Linked DNA regions of Anser cygnoides: region 2 is linked to region 1. The links are chromatin contacts, called in public Hi-C maps. All regions are on one chromosome and are shown on one strand. Each heading gives the region's core, a stretch centred on a gene start, on an enhancer-like site or on the middle of the called end of the contact. The rest is flanking DNA. Distances are from core to core; before and after follow the strand shown.

Region 1 (6,971 bases), core at 2,135-4,634:
AAAAGTTGACATCGCTTTTGCACGTTCACGTTCTCAGGTAACAAGGTAATTTTATGACCGAGTCTGCACAGTCTCTGGTTTAATTCAGCAACCTCATCTGAGTTTTAAGATGAGTGCTATCTGGTCCTGATCCCTTTGCCAGTTTGAAGCTCTCCATATTGAAGTGATTATGGGCGCGATTATTACAGCTGATCTGTCAAGAGTTTATGATTCTAACTTGCCTCATTTGAACGCAACTTCGGTAAAGAACTGGAAGACATGGAAATGTAATCTTTTCTCAAGCCAAAGGTTATCTTAATCTCTCCATTTTACTAGATCAAACTTCTTTAGAACAGTAATATTTTAAAGTGAGCCATTCGAGTTAATCACATCATCAATTTAAGCACAACCAAAGAAATAGGAAGGTAGAGCAATTTAGGAATTGCTCAAAATGGCAGTAGAAAAAAATCTTAAGTTTAACTCTCCTTTATAAACGGTACGTTATTATGGATCCAATGGCTTAACAGATAGATTGTGTCCTTGCATCACATTCAGATACTTCTTCCTCTAGTACTCAACTGGGATGCTGGATAAGATGACCTCCAGAGGCCGCTTCCATCCTCAAACACCGCAAACCCTTGCAGATTTCTCAGCCAACTCTTCCCTGAATTCAAGCACTAAGCACGGTTATTAGAATAACTAAGTCACAATCTTACTCTTTGTCAACCCACTTTCACAACAAAACTCATTTTCATTATAACATCCTCCAACATCCCTGCCACCGACGCTGGAAAGCACGACAGCAGTAGCGTTTGAACCTAACGCTCTGCCAGCGCAATGCCACGAGGTCATTGAAAAGGCAAAATACAAAACCCTCAGTTCAGTGAGTATGGACTAGCAACCAAAATCATCATTTCTCTCCAATTCCAGTGGAAAATCCAGCAGCCAGATGCTTCATCAAAGTACACGAGAGAGTTAGAGGACTTCCCACAGTCACGCTGTCATTTGAGGTCAACAGCAGCTTCTGACACTGCATGCGAGGCTCAGCAAAATGCCAGTACAACAATTCTCCTACCAAGATCTAAGCTGCTGTAATGCCTTTAGAAAGTATTGGACTCATTCCCTGTATTTTTTTTTAAAAAATACAAGGTGACGTCCAGAGAAATCTGGCGGCCTGATATGCTGCTGCTAATAAGCGCTGTTGAGCATCTGCATTTTAGACATGGAACTTACATCCTGCTCTGAATCTCCCTCTCCCATAAATACATAGGGGAAGGGATTATCAAGACACAATACAAGGCAATGAATACCAATGAATACCAGAGGAATACGGAGACAGGGGGAAAAAGACAACAAGCTTTGATGAATGAGAGATTGTGAAACAGTCCAAAGACACAGCCACAAAGGCCATATTCACACAGTCTCTGTCCCTCTTGTGTGAAAACCCCAAGAAAAACACCTGAGCATATGGAAACACCAGCACCAGAACTACAAGATAATCACAGCACTGTAGTCAAAGCCATGCCAACTAAAACAATAGTGACATACAAAATAACCAGTAAATTAACTCCATTGAGTCATAGTTCTAGAAAACAGCAGAAAACCTGAAGAAACGCGCAAACAGAACGCAGAGACATTATGGTAAAGGGCAGCTTTGTGTTAAGGCATCCAAGGCAGAGCACAAAATACCTGACATTTGTGCACTTCCTTGACCCCATTACAAGACCAGTCACATTCTGGACACGGTAACCCAAACCACCGCAGCGACCTCACGAGTCGGCCCAAGTCAGAGCCCTACTTCGGTGCCTCGTCTGAAACGCTGGGACAGGCCAGAGCTGGAGAAGCAAGCAGCAGGAGAGGATGCCACGTGGAAGAACCTGTAAACCTGTACAGCTTTCTCAACTTTTTCCTCTGCTTGCACACTGCAGGAGATTCAAGTTCTCCATTATGATCTCCTAGTAATGTAGTGCCCGAGCTGAAGCGTGATGTTTAGTAAGAAAGTGCTCTGCTAGTTCACAACGTTATATTTTGATAACCTTATTGTGCAAGGTACAGATTCAGCCCTAAACAAAAGGTCTGTGCAGGATATGAACAAAAAGATGAACATCTGATTTGAACATCACTAATCAAAACACAAAAAATTGTATCCCTACATTACCTAAACACTAAAATTGCCTTTCAGGATTCAAAAATGAAACGCTCAGGCTCATGAAAGTGAAATTTGCGTGGCAGTATTTGCTGTGGTATATATATGATGATATTCCATCGTATTTAACACCAGAGGCTTAAGAAGTAAAACAAAAAGAGATGAAAGACTCAGAATCTCCCAGCCACCATCTTACAAGCACAGCTGGTAGTTTCCAGAACAGGACCCTTACAGGTGCAGACACCTCCCCTCTCCTTGCAGGGGAGGCCCTAATGAAATGCATCTGAATATAGCCTTACTCTCAGTAATGACAAGGACTACAGGGAACAGGTTTTAAAGTTAAAGAAGTTATTAGAACAGCAGGATCACCCACCACAATGTAGAGGTGCTAGGCGAGAAGCTAAGAATGAAGTGTCTTTTGGGGACAGCAGTAGAGTAAGAATAATATAAAGAATTAGTTCTTCAGGAGAGGAATACTGCCTGGAGAAAGCGACCAGAAGATCACTAAGATGTGTAAGAAGAGATGAAGCAAGGCTGCGCACGCAGAACAGAGCGCCCAGGAAAGGAAGGCCATCAGGTGGGCTCCAGGGCAGGCAAGTTGAAGACATGGAGCAGCAGCGAGGCCAGCAACAAGGAACCTGGGATAAAAGCACTCGGAAGAGCGGTGCCTGTGGTGACTTTGTGCGGACAAGAACTACCCGAAGGTGCGCAACGATCGCTGTGAGATACTCCCGAGCGTTGCCCAGCAGATGCGGAGCCCAGGCACAGCAACCCGAAGGCACAAGAAGTGAACGCCACCATCTAAAAGCCATCCCCAAGCTAGGGGCTGCGGGCACACCACACGCCGGGGCTGCAGGGGGCCGAGGCAGAGCTCCCGGGCAGGGAGCGGAGCCCCCGGGGGGGAAGGGGCCGGGGGGGCAGCCGGCCATCTTCGGGGCCGCGCCCGGAGGGGTGCCCGGGGGTCCCCCCGCTCACCTGCTGCACCCCGAGGAAGTCGTAGAAGTTCCGCGGCACCTCCTCCACCAGGTCGAAGAGCTCCAGGTCGCCGCTGTCCCACGCGCGGCCGCGGGGCAGGAGCAGCGCCAGCAGGGCCAGCGGCAGCAGCAGCGGCAGCCGGCGGCGGCGCGGGGCGGGCGGCGGGCGGCCCATGGCGACCCCCGGGCGGCCGAGGAGCGAGGACGTGGCCGGGCGGGCGCGGCGGCAGCGGCCGGGCGCGGAGGGAAGGCGCCAGGCCCGGCCCCGCCGGCTGCCGGCCCCAGCGGGGGCGGGCGGCGGGGAGGGGAGGGGAGGGCGGGGGGGGGGGGGAATTTCCGACCGGCCAATCGCCGCCGCTGCGGGGCGTGACGTCAGCTAGCCCGGCAACCGGCGGCGCTGGCGCAGTGGAGGCGGTGGGGGGCAGGGCGGCCCTTCCCCCTCCCCTTCCTGCCTCGGCCTTCCTCCTCCTCCTCCTCCTCCTCCTCCTCCTCCTCCTCCTCCTCCTCCTGCAGGGCTCAGCAGTGCGGGTTACCGACATTAAAGCGCCTGTTTCGCTTTCACTCGTGCAGCCCGGCTCCTCGCAGCGCTGCCCTCGCTGTATCCCCTTCCCACCCGGGCCCGGTTGTCGCTCTGAGGAAGGGCATTTTCAGCCACCTCCGAAACATCCGTGGTTTTCTGAATCCACCTCAGAAAGCAGGGTTTTTTTCCCCAGTTCACAAAAATCCTTTCCTGAATCTAGTTTACAAAAATCCCAGCTGCTAATCTAACGTCCTAGGAGGAGTTGGGCACCGCTTACGCCAGCAGAGCAGTGCCGTGGATAACGCTGTGGGAGCAGACCTGGCTTCCTGCTGCATTCAGAACAGGGGCTGGAAACAACCCTTACCAATTTGTATTCTATCACACATATCATAGAATGTATATCATACATACATAATTCATCCGTCATACATATCATAACCTTTATCATATCCTATGATTCTATAATTTTCCAACTCACGGGAGTCTCAGGCATTCTTTTCTATTGAAGCTGTTCCCCTTTGAATAAACTACTTAAATATTAATTAGATTGACATTTAAACTTATGTTTCCACATCCCATATGCATGCCCTCTGGGCTGTTAGGACCACAATTCTGCCTCTGGGTCTGTTTCCTGAAAAGACACCTAAACCCATTTGCCAGGAAATGATAATTTAACCAACATCTGATGTAGACTCTTTTTTTTTCTTTCTAATTCACCCGTCTCAAAAAGGAGCGCTTAACTGTTAATTCTGATCATCTTAAAAAGTGCTTCTTTCACTTCATCACAGAGCTAAAAAAATAATCCTTTCCTAGAGAATTGCAAAGTCATGAGGAAGTCTTGGGCTAGCTGTTTTATCAGCTGCTTTGTTTTGCTGGAGTAACTGAATCTGTTATAGATTGCTTTCTTCCCTCTTAATTATTTTCTTCTTCTATTCTTTTTTGCAGACCAGTACTCATAGCATAAAGTCCCTTTGTTGCCTAGTCTGTCTGCATTCTCCTTGCTTTCAAGCCTCAAGCTTTATTGTACAAAAATACCAGCTTTCAATTCAAAAAGTTACCAACCCGTAAGGTTATAAGGTACAAAGCTTAAAGATGCAAAGTACCATCAGAAACCCGGGGCAAATTAAGAGCTCAGCAAGGTAGTATGATTTCTAAACCAGCTTAAAGAGTTTTTTTAAATGTCAGATTAACAATACTCCAGTCTCCTTAGTATATGCTTTCCAAACTCGCCTTCCTTTCTCCCTTGTTTTGTATCTTCAATATGTACTTCATTTTGCCTCATTAGCTTCTAAGCCTCTTTAGTTAAGCTGATCTAGTACAATGATCATCCTTTGAAAAGAAGCCTTTTTAATTTTGATCTTATTTTTTATCATTCAGAATTTGTTACAGAGGATGACCTCTTTCAAAATCCATCTCTGGTTGCTCTTGCTGAAACTGAAGTTAAAACCTTCAAAAAGTGATAAAAGTAGCTGATCAGCTCTGTTGAGACTAGGAAAAACTGTCCTGACACTGACCACCAATTTCAGGTAGATTGTGGCTTCAACCCTTTATAGAGCAGCAGAAGATGATAGTTACTTTGAAAGAAACATCTCAGAATTCTTCAGCTAAATTATGCTGTCTTTCACTCAAGAGGAATGTGAACTTAGGAAGAATAACAGGAAAAAAAATCACTGATGGTAATAGGATTATAATTCTTTAAAATACATATTTAAGAGATATCTTACATTTAAGTCAGCATACTTAAATTATTCCGATCAGTTTTTAAAATGTGGGAAATTCAAATACTCATTTTTTATTCTGCTTTGTAAACTATTAGAAGAGAAGGCCTGATACTGCATGTAACATTTCTAAATTTTTTTATTTATTTTTAATTCTAGACAATGAGCTTGGTTTAAAAGTTTTCATTAAAATCATTCTGTACCCCAAGAATAAATACTGATATTTTGGTAAGAAACTGCTAAAAATGCTATTAAAACACTTGAAGTACCACCATAATAATGTCAGTCTCTTCCATTTTTCTGTTTTCCTGTTTCAGTCATAAGCAGTTATTTTTTCTTGGTGAGTCATTAGAGTCCTTGCCCCTTCTCCAACACTTCAATTAATCCAAGTCACATTAGACTTCCACAGTACAAAATAGAGCAGCTAAATTAAAAGTCAGTTCTCTCTCTCTGATTCAGAAAAAGATTTAAAATACAAAGCAAACATAAACCAATTCAGCAATGCTTGCCTGAAAGAGTATATGTGAGAAATTTGCAGTGGCAGGGGCAGTGACTGCTGGGTGAGATGACCAGTGATGACAATTTAAATCTTGGTATTGCTAACTCTGACACAATTGCATAGAAGGTAGAAAATTCCACACAACTTTGTCATCGTGGTCTAAAATTACTCATGTTGGGAGGTATTACTATTTTTTTTCTAACACGTATACATGACATTTAAATGGCTAGAGGATCAGAGGAGGTTTTTAATTGAACACCATATTCTGTACGCAGCCTCCCCAGCTGGGCAGCACCTTTATTTTAAGAACACTGGGAGCTGCAAAGGCGAGTCTGGCATTTCCTTTCCCTGCCTCGAGGTTTCTCTGCCTGGACACACAGGCAGGTATCACCGAACCAGGTATGCTCGTCCACTAAGCTCTCCTTTGCAAACCGTAAGGGCAAGAAACATACACAGGAATATGACTTGTTTAAATAAATCTATGTTCTGATGCTAATTGACAGTAGCACCCAAGGCCCGAGGCATGAACCGGTTATTATTACTGTTTTAACACCACTGAAAGAGCAACATACTTTAAAGCCCAGTAGGATTCACACAATCATATTCTGAATAGCTAAAGAGCCTGCTATTTTGGTGTCTCGAATAGAAGAAGACTAGTGGAAAGAGCTTATTAAAGGACCATCTTTTTTTTTTTTTTTTTTTCCTAAAGATAAACCTTCTCTGCTAGCAATTCATGAGTGACTGCTCAGCAGTCTATTCCGATTTTCTCTTCTGGCTGCTCAGTTTGGGTGCTTCTGCATGGGTTTGTATAGTAACAGTAGTTTTCTGTGTTAACAAAGCTGGCTTAAGAGTTTCCTGCGCCCTCCCCCCAGCCCAGACGCTTGTTCCCACCTCTGCGCCGCTGTTCGCTGCCTCCTCGGCTGTGCTAATTCAACTCTTTGTGGGCCACGTTATAAATCAAATGACTGAAATGATCCAGGTTTTTCCAAAAAAAAAAAAAAAAAAGAAAAAAAGCTGTTCGCACACACATACGTACACATATGCACACAAAAACTCGGATTTATTTCAGTGATCCAGTTTACAGCACGGCCCAGAAACAGCTGCATCGGCACAATCAAGGGGACAGCGAACCGCG
Region 2 (6,971 bases), core at 2,933-5,432, 240 kb before region 1:
GAAAAAGACACCCCTGCACCCGAAAACAAAGCTCCCGAAAAGTAGGCTGCTGCCACGTTGAATTATAGTGAACCCTTACTGTGCAACCATGTAACTTAACAAACTTTAACTGAATTAACAGTTAGACTTCCATTTTCGAAATCTAGTGCATAAATTTAATGGCTCATTCTAATATTTATTATTCAACCTTTTGACATTTATTTGCAGCAGTTGAATTGAGGTACTGGTGCATTATTAGCATTTAAACAGTAAAGTGTTCCAGCTCTACCATAATAACTGAGTTTAACTTGAGTCTTTAGCCTGAAGTACTCTGTGGAATGTAACCAAAAAAAAAAAAAAGGCAAAAAAAAAAAAGCACCAACCAACCAAAAACAAAAACAAATGAAACAGTAAAAAAATAAAAAAATAAAAAGACCCAAAACAAAACAAAAACCACGGTTGTAACGGTAAAGAAAATAGTAATCCGGTTTCTGTCTTCACAATGTGATAAAACAGGATTCCAAAAGCGTGTATAGCATTAATGGGCTGGTACAAACCATCCTGCAGAGTTTAAAAACGTAAGAAAGTTAAAGGTGGTTCAAGAAAATATTTTCCAAACTATTTTATTAATTAAATTTCCTGAATTTGTGGCTAGGTGGAAGAGGTATTGCAGAACCGCCCAGCTGCCATTTCCATACAGGATGGGCCTTGTGAGGTGGTTGGGAATCCTTAGTGGTGTTTAAGGAATAAGCTGGCAACAAATCCCCATCATTGCCAATAATTAGTGATGGTGGACAGGGAAAATTTGCCATGAAATTAAATGGCCTTTTCACTGCTGATGCTACATTGCTGGCTACCCTTTTGCGTCTATTGTTAACTGTAAAATCATCCAGTGTTCCTTCATGTGTCTCAATTTTACCTGTAGGACGTGGGCTTCGAGCTGATTTCAAATTTGGTTTGACTGGAGGAGTCTGCAGTACAGGTCGCTTTCCCAAAACCAGTGTCCTGTAATTTTTTCTCACCCTCGCTCCAAATTTATACTCCCCATCCTCAGGTTTTGGAGTACCTAAAGTGCATGAGAGGACCTGACTCTGAGTCAGCGGGTTTAAGGAAGTGGTTTCTTTCTCAGTGCATGCAGAATCTTCCTTGGCTGTTAATAAAGCGTCCTGGTTATTACTCTCAGTCACACCGTAAAACTCATCCTTAGTATCATTGCACTCACACTTTAGCTTATGTGTTGTAAGGTCAGGCTCATACTCGTCGTTCGCACTGCTGTCCTCTATTTTGATTTTAATGCTGTGCAGGAATGGCAATGCCTTATTGCCTGTATCAGTGCACTGGAGCTCAGCTGCTGCTGCCCCTGGAGAAGCAGCATCCTCCTCAGGATCAGTTTGTAAAGAGGGCAAATCCGTGGCAAATTCAATACAATGAGGGATTTTGGAATCTTTCTCTGAATTTGCAGCCGCTGATGAAGAATCATTATTTAAGAACCTAGCAGCTATTGTATTGTTATCTGCACAGTGTGTAGTAGTTGCTTGAAGGCATTTCCTTGCCTCTCTGAGTATTCTTTGTTGTGGAAATGCATTGTTTGTCTTTGGGCTAGGTGAAGAGGCCCCCTTTGCAACACAGTTAATTGTTAGGTCAGTACTCTTGGCATTATTGGAAAATTCAGAGTGTGGGAATGTGAGCTCAGATACCCTATCAGCTCTTATCTCCGCGAAGCAGCTCCCCAGGCCGCCGGAGCAGCACAGCAGCGCCGGGCCGGCGGGAGCCCAGCCGGGGCGGCCCCACTCCTCCGGCGGCTCGGGCTCGGCTCCGCCGGGAGCGGCGCGGAGGGCGGGCGGCCCGCCGGGCTCCGCCGGGGCCGGGGCCGGGGCCGGGGCCGGGGCCGGGGCCGGGGCCGGGGCCGGGGGCCGGGGGGCGGCGGCGGCCAGATGGTACAAGAAGTTGGCGTGGACCACGCCGGGCGGGTTGCAGAAGCTGGTGCGCCTGAAGCGGATGCTCTGCACCGAGACCTGGCTGGAGACCGAGCTGGAGTCGGAGTCCGAGGTGCTGTCCTCCTCCTCCTCCTCCTCCTCCTCTTCCTCCTCCTCCTCCTCCTCCTCTTCCTCCTCCTCCTCCTCCTCCTCCTCCGAGCTGCCCTCGCTGGACTCCGAGCCGCCGCTGCCCTCCTCGTCCTCCTCCTCCTCCTCCTCGTCCTCCTCCTCCGAGCTGCCCTCGCTCGAGCTCGACAGGCTGGAGCCGCAGTCCGAGTCGTGGGCGGCGCGGCCGGAGCAGCAGCTGGACTCCGAGTCGCTGCTGCCGCTCTCGGCGAAGCCGGCGGCGGCCGGAGGCGGCGGCACCGGCGGCCCCGGCGGCGGGGGCCCGAAGCCGGGCGGCAGCGGCAGCGGCAGCCGCGGGGCTCCGCGGGGCCGGCAGGGCCGCGGCGCCGCCAGGGGCCGCCGGGCGCCTCCGGGGGGGCCCAGCACGCCCGCGGCGGCGGCGGCGGCGGCGACGGCGGCGGCGACGGCGGCGGCGGCCGCCCCGTGGCGGTGGCGGCGGCGGCGGCGGCGGCAGCGGGCGGGCAGGGGCGGGGGCCCGGCGGCCGGGAGCCGCGGCCGAGCCGCGGAGGAGGCGGCGGCGGCGGCGGCGGAGGGAGGGGGGCGGGCGCGGAGGGGCGCGCAGCCGCCCGCCGCCGGCGCCGTTTCATAGTGAGCGGGGGGTTTGCGAGGCGCCCGGGCGAGGTCTGGGTGGCTGTGGCCAGTGTATTTACTAAAAATGTGAGGTAGGTGAGAGGCCGGCAGCGAGGCGGCGGCCCCCGGCCGCAGGGCTTTCCTCCGGAGCGGCAGCAGGGGCCGGGGGGGGTCGCTGAGCCCCAGCCAAAGTTTGTTCTCCTTCCAGAAGCCGCAGAAGGGGTCGGCGGCAGCGGGCTCCGGCCGGAGGTCGCTGGAGGCCAGAGCCCGGCCGATTTTCCTCCGTTTCGTCTTGAGGACCCGCTCGGTTTTGCAGGATGTGTACAGGGCTTCCACGTCCTCTCTGGAGATCAGGGTGCATTTGGCGGCGTGGAAGGCGATGGAGTTGATGGCTTTGAGTTTCCTCAACTCCTCCAGGTCGCAGTGATGCTTTTTGACTTTTAAATGATCCATTCGCTTGTGCACGGTAGTTCTCGGGATGTTTTTGAGCAGGTCTGTAAAAACCTGGGAGAGTGCAAACATTTGCTTTCCTTTAATGATGAGGTAGCCGAGCCTCACGCCATCCACCTCTTCAAAACCCGACTTCAGGTCTCCCATTTCGTGAATTAAATTATTCCCAGCATTTGCAGAGAGAGAGAGAGAGGAAAAAAAAAAAAAAAAGGAAAAAAAAAAAAAGAAAAAGCCACACACACACAATCCTCAGCCAGATGCTGTATTTGTCTCAAGGCATCCTGCTAATAAAATATAACAAAGGCTGTTATTCCTGGTGAATGAAGTGCCAAACTTTAGACGAAATTAAAAAAGAAAAAAAAATAAATTAAAAAAAAAAAAAGCCCGTGAGACTACAATCGGTGTATAATCTTAAAAATCAGGTTTGCCAAAGTGTTTCTCTAAGTTGCTGCTGAAGATCAGTACCTGTTCCCTTTCATTCCCTGCTTTTCCATTGGAAACTATGATAATGGAATGTGAAGGGAGGAAGAGAAAAGAAATGCAGCTGCTATTCCCGCCGCTGCTTTAGCTACAAATAAAATGACAGAGTGAAGTGAGCTCGTCCGGAGACACCTTCATCAATTAATTCCCCTAAAGCCAACGCTGATTGGACACTCCTGACAGGTGATGCAATAAAAATTGATATTCCACCCCTTCCCCCAAAAAATCTCCCACTAATTAGCATACCCTTATACTGCCACCTCCCCTCCCAAAGTAAATAATACAGTTAGTATATAAATCTTTCTATTAAACAATCTGAGCTCAAATACACTCAGACCTCTCAGACTTCCTCCTCGCTAGCTCCAGACGAAGGATTTGCACGCTTTTTCCCGTGTCGTTTCGTGTATTTTCAGGCTCTTTCGGCCGAACGGTGCTCTTTTGTGCACGCCGTGGTTTTAAAGGACATAAGTCTGATCGTGGCGGTGGAAAATTCTTCGGTAACGTAACCGTTTTCAGCTGGTATTTTATTCTGCATTGTGCGGAAAGCGAAGCTTAGCGAAAACGTGCAGAACAGCCTGGTATTTCCCTTCCTGGAGCTCCGAAGTTAAAGGCTCGGCTGTTAACGAGAGGGAATACTTACATTTTCGAGTTTCTCTTGATTTTCCTCTTCTGCTTAATTAGCTTTTTACAGCCGGGGACTAAGGTTATTTCGCTGCCTGGATATCGCGGGTCCCCGCACCGCGCCACTGTACCACTTTTAACCGAAATCCTGCCTGTAACGTTGCGGGAGGGGGGAGGAGGAGGACGTGGGCTCACGTCAGACCCATAACAAAGCATAGATAAGCCAGAAATGTATACACTTTTCACAATTAACCGCGCCGGATCACGAGCTGGAATGCCCTATAGTCCCCGAGCCCACGTCAGGATTCCTGCGTGCTGATTGCTTCCAGCAGAGAAAGGAGAATGCGAAATATCCAAGGTGCTTCCAAGAGGCTTTACGTAATGACAAAAAAGTGCTGGCACACACAATGTACGGCACCGCAACGGGCTAGGATGCTCCTGCTCTGCAGTTCGCATCTTCAGCTCGGGGTAGCCCTGCCGCAGCTTTTTGATGTTCCATTCACAGCAGCCCCCTGAAATCAATCCGGAGAAGCAGCGCGAAGGTTTAACCTCTTCGGAGAAACGTGAAATTATTCGAGTGTCAGCCACGACGGTTTCGAAAAACGTTGCGATAGCTGCGTGCCTCTTCCTTGTCACACTGAAATGATGCTCGCGGTTTGCACGTTAGGCGCTGCAAAATAAAAATAAAAATAAAAAATCACCAGGCTCTGCCGTGCATCCAGCGCTCAACTGGCTGCAAACACGAGCACTTTTATGTATCGCTGCACATCCAGAATTAGACATATCCGTGAGATTAATGAGACATCTCAGATTTCTGGGACTTGGCAAAAAAAAAAAAAAAAAAAAGAGAGGGAAGGAGGAAAAAAAAAAAAAAAAAAGGCTTCAATTCCGAATGTCAATATCCACTCCGTGTATTGGCAACATGGTGCGGGGAGTTCGCGTTACCCCGTCAGGTAGAGCTAAAATAAAGAGCGCGATCGCCCTGCCAAAAAGGCAGCCTCGCATGCCAAGGCGAAATGCAGGCGAGCCCCCAGTTTCGCAGGAATTCTAGAGAGACCTGGGAATTTCGAGGAGTGCATCCGGAAATTGAGGAAGTCTATTGAAGGGAGCCTCTAACTCGGAGGGCAGAGATTTAGGAAAGTCAGCCCTGGACTACTGTTGCTCTCCGCGCAGACGTAAAAAAATCGCCGCTGTTCAACTTAATCCATGTGTGCACGAAACCGCCGTGGCTCCTTCTCCCCTCGGGAAGCTAAGGAGAGCCTTCCCGTCCGAGAAACCGGAGCTAGAGCGAATTACATTTCGTCCCTCGAATTAGCAAAGGCTTCACTGGGTGGATCTCGTGATATTTCAGCCTTTAAACGCGCCCGAGAGGCAGCGGGGGAACAATGCCTCGTCGCAGCTAATGCCAGCCGCCGGGGCAGCCGGCGCTGCAGCTGGCCGGAGCAGCGTGCGCCTTTCGGGAGGGAGGCATCGAGCCGTGCTCGGGGGGCTGCGAGCGAAGTTGCGAGGGAAAACAGCTGCTCCCGTTAAAAAGGAACCATCGTGGTCTTTCTAGAGCGAGAGACAATAAGGGTCGTTTCAAAATTCCTCCTGATGTACTTATACGCCGCCAACAACCCCCCCCCCCCCCACCACACACACACACACCACCCCCCTCCCCGCTGCTCTCCTCCCCCTGCTTTAAGGTTAAGGCTAGGGAGTCAACAGTGAGGGAGCAGTAAAGTCCGGGAAAGCTTTTCAGCAGACATAAAAAAAAAATAGGAAAAAAAAATAGAAAAAAAATATAAAAAAAGAAAAACACAAAACACCCCCCTTAAAAAAATAAAAATTAAAATAATTTTTTAAAAAAAGAAAAAAAGAAACAAGGGAAATAAAAGCCCCTCTGGGCTGCAAAGCCCTTCATCTGCAGGCTTTTGGGGTGCTTTGGGCTCCTGTGCGGGGGCTCGCAGGCAGGGCCGCCCGCAGTCCCTGCAGCTGACAGCCTGGCAGCGGGATCCGGCAACTATTTCAAAAATGCCTCCTTTTTGTTTGCTTCATTCCGGCGCTATCCAACGCCTCGGAGCAGGAGCGGCTATTTGGCCGAGCTCTGCTCCCGGCTAGGCACAGCCCCGAGCCTCCGGGTGGAAGGGGAGAGGGGCGGCGGGCGGCGTGAGCCGCCCCCCGTACTTACGGGCACCCGCACGCCCTCTGAGCCGCATCCCTCTCCCCGGCTCCCCCGGAGCCCTCTGTTCCTCTACTTCTCCAGCGGGTTTTTGCGTGCGAGGCGAGCCAGGCGGCTCTCCCCGGGCCAGCAGCACACGTTGTGCATCCGGGGTCGTCTTGGAGCCCGCCGGGGGAGAGCCTGATAAAGGGCCGCCGGGGGCCCCTTGCACACGCACACGCACACGCGAGGCAGGGCACTTTGGGGTGGGTTTGCACGCACGCAGGGGACGGCGATCAATAGCGAGCCCCGTTTAAGGCCGGGGTTGCGAAGGCGAAAGGCGGCCGAAAGGATTAAAATTAAAACAGAACAACAACAACAACAAAAAATCGAGGTGCCTGGTAGCAATTAGGTGCAAAGTTAGGCACTAATTTACTCGCTCGCAGCCTGCGTGGACGCCCGCGTGGCGGTGTGCCGTGCGTGTGTGCGCGCAGCCGGCCGGACGCGTGGCCCTCTCTGGAAACCGAGGGAGTTTCTTTGTTAATTCCGTGGCCGGTGTCCCCCTCAGTCGCGATCAAAGATGAACATGATTAAAGGCACGGAGGTTTGGCTCGCCTTTCTGCAGATCA

What was found. Hi-C and Micro-C count contacts between places; a contact is called where the count stands out from the background.
Region 2: a Hi-C map of liver shows a contact between it and region 1, with 2.0 times the contacts expected there. The contact joins the enhancer-like site here to the promoter of DNAJC1 in region 1. A contact is called at or near these places in 2 of 7 Hi-C or Micro-C datasets (both in liver).

The regions. Positions count from the first base shown.
Region 1 is chr2:19,880,557-19,887,527 of Taihu_goose_T2T_genome, reverse strand. DNAJC1 (DnaJ heat shock protein family (Hsp40) member C1) reads right to left here and starts at 3,384. Exons shown (of 12, transcript XM_048061736.2): 1 at 3,101-3,384. The coding sequence starts at 3,274.
Region 2 is chr2:20,120,657-20,127,627 of Taihu_goose_T2T_genome, reverse strand. SKIDA1 (SKI/DACH domain containing 1) reads right to left here. Exons shown (of 3, transcript XM_066991624.1): 2 at 6,373-6,971; 3 at 1-5,753. The coding sequence starts at 3,248. The coding sequence ends at 606. Among named protein-coding and RNA genes, the nearest start is that of SKIDA1, 5.3 kb to the right of the region's middle. Within about 2 kb of position 4,182, at least 1 of the 3 cell types and tissues checked has open chromatin away from gene starts, as enhancers often do. A contact at or near this core is called in liver, where this site is marked.